Regions from separate parts of the Zea mays genome. Here all the other regions are linked to region 3. The links are chromatin contacts, called in public Hi-C maps. All regions are on one chromosome and are shown on one strand. The core of a region is the stretch at or near the end of the contact, and the rest is flanking DNA. Distances in the headings are between cores, read along the strand shown.

Region 1 (2,788 bases), core at 226-2,725, 290 kb before region 3:
CTTCCATCGCCGTGTGCGAGGCCTCTTCTCGTAGCTCTTCTTGACAAGAACCGCCTCAGGTAAGCTGTACCGAGTCATAGCTGTGTTCATGTCATCATCATTTAGGTTGGCACCATAGAGATCATACCCAAGGGCATGATCACCAGGGTTCAGCAGGTGCCCAAGATGCGTCCTCACAGTAAAGATGGTGTCATTCTTCCCGAAATCTGACACCCGGGCAACCTGAGCATAAGCCAATTGGTATCGAGACCCATCAATAGAAATTTCAGGCGATTCTTGTTCTATGTCGAGCACAATGTACTCCACAAGCTGCTTGCTGGTGAGAGTTGCCTTGAAATTATAGACCCTGTATTTTTTCTCCTCCAGGTGGTGCACTCGCAGCGTGAGGGGATCAAGAAGAGCAATGGCATTTGTGACCTTGACACAGAGCACGAGCGGGCCAAGGCCACCCATGTCCCGGGACGCCTGGGGACTGAGCGCGATGAGGTCCTCACGGCAGATAGGGCAGATATCGACCGAAAAGGTGTACTTGTAGTTGTAGACGCTGCTCTTGGTGTCGTGCGAGACGAGCTGCTTCGCTGTCTGAGTTTGGATAGGAGCGACGGTGGCAAGGAAGTCGACCAGGCGGGCGGCATGGGAACGCGAGCCGAAGAAGAAGTCGAGGCCGCCGGGGGCCGCCGCGACTCGGATCGCTAGGGAAGCCTGGCCGTGTTTTAGGAGGAGCTGCTCGAGGTAGAGGAAGGTGCGGCGGTGGGGCACGTGCTGGCGGAGCTGGACGACGGCGACCCACTGATCGGGGTTGGCCTGCGCGCGGGAGCAGGAGTCGCAGAGTCGGTCGTGGACGACGAACTCGACGGGGTGCGTCTGCTCGAGGACGATGCCGTGGAGCACCTCGCGGCGGAGGCGGAGGTTGAGGCGGAGGCGCTTAGAGTGGGGCTCGGAGAAGACGAACTCGGCGCCGGAGAGGGAGACGCGTAGCCGCGCGAGTGGGCGGTTGACTCGGCGGAGCAGGATCTGCATGAGCTCGGGCGACTCGGGTGTGGCGCGGAGCCAGGACCGCGGCGGCTGGAGGTAGGAGGAACAGTCGGGGCAGTAGACCACGGCGGCGTGGCGCGGGACGCCTTCGGTGATGTCGACGCGAGCGCGCAGGCAGCGCGCGCACATGTTGGCCGGGTTGGGCTGCATGGACACACCACACATGCAGCAGAGCACCGTGCCCGCCGTCGCCGCCGGCACGAACATACCGGTGCCGCCGGCCGCCGGCTCTGATCCTGGCAGCATCCTGATTACGATTGGATCAGACAGGGGATCGGGATGGAGGCGCAGGAACTACCTAGCGACCAGGGATTAGAGGAATTGGTGGAGAACTATCGTAGGGTTTTGTAATCGCAGGGGATGAATGCGGCGGCCGCGAGGCGGCAGAGGTGGTGACGAATGCGATGACGGAGTCCACGGTCGCGTGGGACGGTTAAGGATTGCGAGGCCTCCTGAATCCTGATCCTATATGGGCTTTTAGACCATGTCGGCTCATGGGCCGTGAAGTCTATGCTATGCTACCCTCCTCTTTGTAGTCACCACAGCGGTGGAAGTGGAATAGAACAGATCTGCTAACAAATAAACCAATTTTAAATTAACTGACAAAAAATGTTGTGAAATTAAGTTTGCTATGTAATCATCGTTAAAATAAAATATTAAAAATAAATTAAAATATTATATATGTATTTTATTATTTACTCTATCAATATATCAAATTTTAAGTTATAATTTATTATACATCAAGAGATCTAAAAAATTGCCAAATACAGATGATTAAAAACTATGAATTTTATCTTTTTTACATATCTTAGCATATGGTAAATTAAAACTTGATATATTGATAGAATAAATAATAAAATATAGGTATACTTTTTATATTTTTGTATGACTTTTGATAGTTTGATCGTACGATGATTGCACACGGTGAAAACATCTAGGCCCTATTTAGATTTCCATGGTTAATGACATTGCTAGATTATTATAATTAATATGTGTTTTTGAAAGTCACCTAGAGGGGGTGAATAGGCGAAACCTATAAATTATAAGCTTTGAACACGAACTTCACCTGGAGTTAGGATTAGAAACAAATAATAATGAATACAGAGTATGGAAGAGAATTTTTCTTGCTATGAGTTGCTCAATCAATGCGGATAACTTGAGGAGCTAACTCAAAGGATTGTGAGCAAGAGAACTTTTAGAGAGGGAGACGGGAGAGGGAGAATCAAATCACAAGTTGATGATCAACACAAATGAATACGATAATTTGTTTTCCGAGGTTCGGTTGCAATGAACCTACTCCCCGTTGAGGAGGCCACGAAGGTCGGGTATTTTTCAACCCTTTCCCTCTCTCAATCGATCACCTAGACCGATTGAGTGCTTCTTCTTAATCTCAAGGATCACAAAGACCCCACAAGGATCACCACACACTTAGGTGTCTCTTGCTAGCTTTACAAGTCACTTAGAGAGTTTAGAAGGAGATGAAGAAAACACGATTAAAAAGTCAAGAAACAAGAGCAAAAAATGAAACACGAATCACACTCTCTCAAGTCACTAATCACTTGTCTTAATTGTGGCACTTGAGGAGATTTGGAGCTCTGAATGTGTCTTGGAATGAATTTCTTGCTCTTGTATTGAATGTGGATGTATTGAATGCTTGGGTGTCCTGGATAGAGGTGGTTGGGGTTGTATTTATAGCCCCCACCATAATTATAGTTGTTGGACAGAAAGTAGCAGCTTTCTATCGACGGGCGCA
Region 2 (2,700 bases), core at 64-2,563, 320 kb after region 3:
CCTGCTTGGTTCAGCTTTTTTGACCAGCTTTTCTGAGAATCTGGCTGTGGAAAGAATCTGGCTGTGAGGAGAATCTAAGTATCGTGGGGATTACATGCCGAGGAAGATGAAAGTGTCCATAGAGTTCGTGGAAGATTCCTACTATTGCAACGACTTCATCGATTCTGTGTTTATGTTGATTTTGAAGGGTTTTTATCAAATCGATTTTTATAGAAACGGACTAAAAAGCTGAGCGTTTGACAGTCTACAGCTTTTGGTGACCAGAAGCTGGAAAAAGCTCAAACAAACAGGGACATGTATATGCCACACCATATCACAAGAGACTTCGGTACTACATATGACATGTCATCCAAACAAGTGTGCCAGGCATACCAGAACACTAAAAATAATTTATAAGCAGATAAAACTGAAAAAAAGAGAAGCAGAAAACACATCAAGTAGAAAAAATTCAGAATTTTCATTCAAATAATCATATTTATTATATATTGCACTTGTACATATGAACATGTGATCAATCAGTCACGGTACCTGCTGCAGCAGATTAATATTACTACTATGTGCATGTGATCAATCAATCCACTGCAGCAGATTAGTACAGTATACTACAAGCATTTAGGCATGGCCACAGGTCCACGTACGTGGACAGGTGTGAGAAGAGAAGAGAAGCAGGTGAGGCGAGGCGACCTGACGAAGGAGACGTGGACGCCGAGGCTGCGGTGCGCCGCCGAGCAGTCGATGCAGAGGAAGACGCCGTAGGTGACGGACGCCCACGTCGGGTTCTTGGCGTTGCAATCGAAGCACATCTGCACGCTTGCACCGCCATCAGAAACGGAATTCGCACACACACAAAAAATATTGCACAGGCGGCACTCACACAGAGCAAAAGAAAGTGCGATCAATCCCGACTCCACAATCAAATCGATCACCCATAAAATCCAATCTAATCCACAGTACCTTGTTGTCCGATTTGGCGCGAAGCTTGCGGAAGACGGCGTTCTTATCTGCCGAGGCATCCATCGCCGCCATAGCGCCCACCCACACGGGCAACGAACCCGACCGAATTGAAACCACTCCGGACTGGAATCTTCTTCCCCGTGCTCGATCGATGGGTGGGCCAATCGATCGGCGCGGCAGAGAGGAAGAGGAGTCGCCGGGTGGGAGGAGATGGAAGGGAAGGGGTGGAGGCGAGGAGGAAGAGGAAAGATGGTGGAGGTGGACGGTGCTGCCCCTGCATCCGCATACGTTGATACGCATCAGCCTTTGCGTGCGTTGTCGTCTAGACCCCAGAGCGGCAGAGCCTAGACATACACATACCGGCCAAATTTTTTTTTTTTACAATTTAGCCATTTTCGGTTTTATTTTCAGAAATATACTCTTTTCAGTTTCATTTCAAAAATGACATATAGGTCGACGCCAACACTATTGACGCCTAACTAACACGGGCCGACGTCAATAGCATTGACATCTAAGTCTAGCACACGTCCGACAACATGGTGACGACATATGGCGCCCACGTGGTAGGGGTAGGCGGCGCCACAGATTTTGGCGCCTACCCCCTTTAAACTATACAACAACGTGTTTGGAGGTAAGCACCAAGATCTGTGGCGCCTACCCCTTTAAACCGAACCGGATCAGTTCTTCCTGGCTTTTCTCCATTCGTCTCTTTGCCTTCTCCTCTCTGACGCTCCTGCGCTCGCTGGCCCTCTCCGTCGCCATGCCACCACACGCCGCTCCACCCGTCCCCAGGCACCGCCGCGACTCGGCGTGCCCGCGTCGGCTGTCTTCGAGCCACGCCGGCTCCACTCCTCCTCGGGCGCCGTCGCGGCTGTGGGCCGCTTCCATCCTCGCGACACGCCCTGCCCAGCTGCGTCGCAGCCCACGCCACCACCATCATTGGTAGTTTTTTTAGTATTTTAAATATATAGTTAGTTTTTATTAGGTATTTAGTATTTTAGTTAATTAGTTAGTATTTTAATTAGTATTTTAGTTTTAATTTAGTTTGAAAACTTGGTATGTAGCTAATATAGTTAATATTTTAGTTATTTGGTTAGGATTTTAGTTAGTTATTTAGTTCAAAAACTAGGTTGAGTGTGATAAACGCGAGTTTGATTGAATGTGGTAAATGTGAGTTTTATTGAATGTGATAAATATGGATTTGATTGAGGTGATGGAGGTCGCCATGTGTTTAATGTGATTTGAATTTGGAGGTTTTAGTAACCTCCCCATACAGGGAGGTGATGTCCAAATTTTATACTTAGTACTATGTTATTAGTTGGTTAGTATTTAGTTATTAGTTAGCACTTAGTTAGTAGTTAGTTATTAGTGGGTGGTGGTTAGGGAATAACCATCAATAATGGTTACTGAATGATGGACAATTTTTTGAGCATATATCATGGTCATGGAGGCAATGTGGAAGAAGATCCCTATGGAAATGCTAAGTTCATTGACATGTGACACGTGCCCGTGCTATTCGTTGGTACACCCTCCTTGAGTGATATGTTTACAAAGGCTAAACAAAAGCTAGGTTACCATGAAGATGACGACTGTTGGGGGCCTTCGGCTTCCGAAGGTCCTCAAAAACAAGATTTAACAGTGTTTCTGGAGTATAATGTGTGAACAGGTATCTTCGGACTCGAGTCGATATCACAGTAGGAGAAGCCCAAATAATACGAAGGTTGATACGGCGCCGAAGATGTGAGC
Region 3 (2,700 bases), core at 132-2,631:
ATAACTTAAATGAGGTCAGCTAAACGAAACATATTCAGAAATTATGTAGCACTAACCACTTATGGAGGTGCCAGACAAGATTACAAATCCAAGTAAAGTTAGCAACTTAGTATACACTGACCTTTCCACACTGTTCTTCATCTCTATTGCATACTCTCTCTTATCAGTCTGAGCACGCAGTGCACGTACAACAGGGCCTTTTGAGCTGTTCAGTACACGCTTTTGCAAGTAGCACCTATCAGAAGAAGATGCAATCAGTATGCTAAGATATCTTTGTTGATTAACTAGCAATCAAAATATGGACTCTCAGCCATTTGCACTCAGAGAAACTCATTCTCCAGGCAACAAGACGTTTGAACTCGTACCTATCGGTATTTTTTCCAATTTCACCACCAAAGGCATCTACCTCATGGACAAGTTGAGACTTTGCAGGGCCACCAACAGCAGGGTTACAAGGCTGGGTAGGGTAGATGAGTTGAAGCAGAACTACACTTCTAATACTAAAATTTAAATGGAATTCATTAACAAAGAATGTTTCCTTATAGTTATAGGCTATAGCATACTAAGATATGCAACATACTAATCAAAAATCATCTCTTCAGTTTCTATCGTACATTCATACCTTGGAACAGAATTTGTGCCCTACAAAAATGTTATCACAGGTAAGAGTTCACATTGCTAAATTTCTACACTGCAGGGTTTGATGGATCAATTCTTCATATAAGGGACATGATTTTTATTATCTAGCATCAGGAGTCAATGTTCAAGTAATTTCAGTAATGAACCTGACTAGAATATCTACCATCGGGGCAAAGCTAGCTCAGCGCAGACCTGCCACGCAATCCGGTCAATGTTGAGCGTAAAAGCAGGGTGCGCGCGCCGAGGCGAGACGAAGCAAGGGCGGCCTCGCATCCGGCATGGCCGCCTCCGACCACAATGCCAAACCTCGTTACCCGGTAGTACCAGGAGCAAGTGCATCTAGCGTCGGAGAGTGAGATCTGTGCGCGAGAGACAGAGAAGAAGAGAACCGTGACCGCAAGGGGGTGCGGCGGACGATCGACCGGCCCAGTGTTCGGAGCGGGGAGAGGAGACGGGAGAGGGAGAGCTTGAGGGTGAGAGGAGAAGGCAGAGTCTGACCTCAACAGCGGCGGCTGCGAGAGGAACCCTAGCGCGAGCTCCAGGCGAGGATAGAGGCGGCTGTGAGGACCCTGGCTCCAACCCTAGCGCGAGATCCAGGCGAGGCGGCTGCGCGAGCTCCAGGCGAGGCGAGGCGGCTGCGCGAGCTCCACGCCAGGACACAGGGAAGGGGCCTGCGCGTGCTCTGAGCTGCGAGGACAGGGAGCGAGTGGAGCCTGGCTCTGGAGAAACGGAGATTTTGGCCGTTTGTGATGGGCCTGGATGAGATGGTTATTTTGCACGAGCGTGACCTGGCTCAAACATTTGTTCAAGCAACCAAACACACGGCACTGTCAAAAACTGTATCCGATGGGCCCTGCACGAGCGCAAACAGGTAACCAATCAGCCCCTATATAATGGTCTCTCCCTTTGCAGGCTGCAGCTAGCTAGAGTAGGCCTAGAGCCGAGCCCGATCGAGCACGTCAATCAGCGGCACAGCATGGATGGGACTTGGACTATTCGATCGACTAGCTTTTGAGGTGTTTGGTTGCTCCTGCTAAAGTTTAGCTCGGGTCACATCAAGCGTTTGACTTTTAAATAGGAGTATGAAATATAGACCCAACCATCTGGACTAGATTCGTCTCGTCTTTTAATCTTCGGCTGACAAATTAGTTTTATAATCCGACTACATTTAATACCTGGAACGGAGGTTCAAACATTTGATGGGACAGGGGCTAAATTTTAGCGGGGTGTAACCAAACACCCCCGCCTGATGACCTGGCTAGCTAGGAGCAAACCCCCATGCATCATGCATATGATTAAGCTGAACCACTACACAACATATATAATCTAATTGTTATCCATCCCATAATCTCCAACATTGATCGTCGCTCCAACCACACAAACGGATACTCATGCCCTGCCGTCGGTACCAACCATCATCATGCCTGCCTGTGCCGCACCATCGGCAAGGCCTAGGCCCTACCCTTCGTTTCCCCATTTTCCTCTCCCATTCCAAGCTAGTCTTACTAGAACAAACCTGCCACCACCACCACCATTTTTTCTCATCTCAAAAGCTTGCACTACCATCAGTTCAGTTGCCCCCCCCCCCCCCCCCCCCCGCCTTGTCCGGCCCAAAAGTGCAGAGACATGGATTCATACTGTACAGGATGATTAGGGGGTGGGAAATTGCAAATAAAACCGGATATTACTGTGCTCCGGCCCCATGATGGATTGATTACCCATGCATTTACTTATACTAGTCGGTTACCCGTACGTTGCGACGGCTCACAATAATACTCACGTAAATTATCCACCAAAAAGATTTCAAGATTTTTTATTAATTGTCTCTGCTCTTCCCATAATAATTTTTATAAATGCACGGGTCCCATAGGTAGCAAATCAGAGACTCTCATCCCTCGCCTCCATCACTTTCATGGTTTCGTAGAGTAGGAGGGGAAGGGAAGAGGCAGACATACTTGTTCGTTGCCGGAGAAGGACACAACAAATACCTGGGCATCTGGAGGCGACATAGGTAGCATACGGCTAGATATATAAGGAGAGAGCATGCAAGCGGAGAAAGAA

The links. Hi-C and Micro-C count contacts between places; a contact is called where the count stands out from the background.
Region 1: a Hi-C map of bundle sheath shows a contact between it and region 3, with 3 times the contacts expected there. The contact joins the promoter of LOC100194368 here to the promoter of LOC111274019 in region 3. A contact is called at or near these places in 7 of 25 Hi-C or Micro-C datasets (bundle sheath, ear, endosperm and 1 more).
Region 2: a Hi-C map of ear shows a contact between it and region 3, with 4 times the contacts expected there. The contact joins the promoter of LOC103637695 here to the promoter of LOC111274019 in region 3. A contact is called at or near these places in 6 of 25 Hi-C or Micro-C datasets (bundle sheath, ear, leaf and 1 more).

Annotation. Positions count from the first base shown.
Region 1 is chr1:100,560,377-100,563,164 of Zm-B73-REFERENCE-NAM-5.0, reverse strand. It overlaps LOC100194368 (nonsense-mediated mRNA decay NMD3 family protein), which reads right to left and starts at 1,475. Exons shown (of 2, transcript NM_001374348.1): 1 at 1-1,475. The coding sequence starts at 1,281.
Region 2 is chr1:99,948,796-99,951,495 of Zm-B73-REFERENCE-NAM-5.0, reverse strand. LOC103637695 (probable ADP-ribosylation factor GTPase-activating protein AGD8) reads right to left here and starts at 1,313. Exons shown (of 7, transcript XM_008660358.2): 1 at 955-1,313; 2 at 685-803. The coding sequence starts at 1,254.
Region 3 is chr1:100,271,259-100,273,958 of Zm-B73-REFERENCE-NAM-5.0, reverse strand. LOC111274019 reads right to left here and starts at 1,381. Exons shown (of 2, transcript NM_001357142.1): 1 at 1,138-1,381; 2 at 1-235.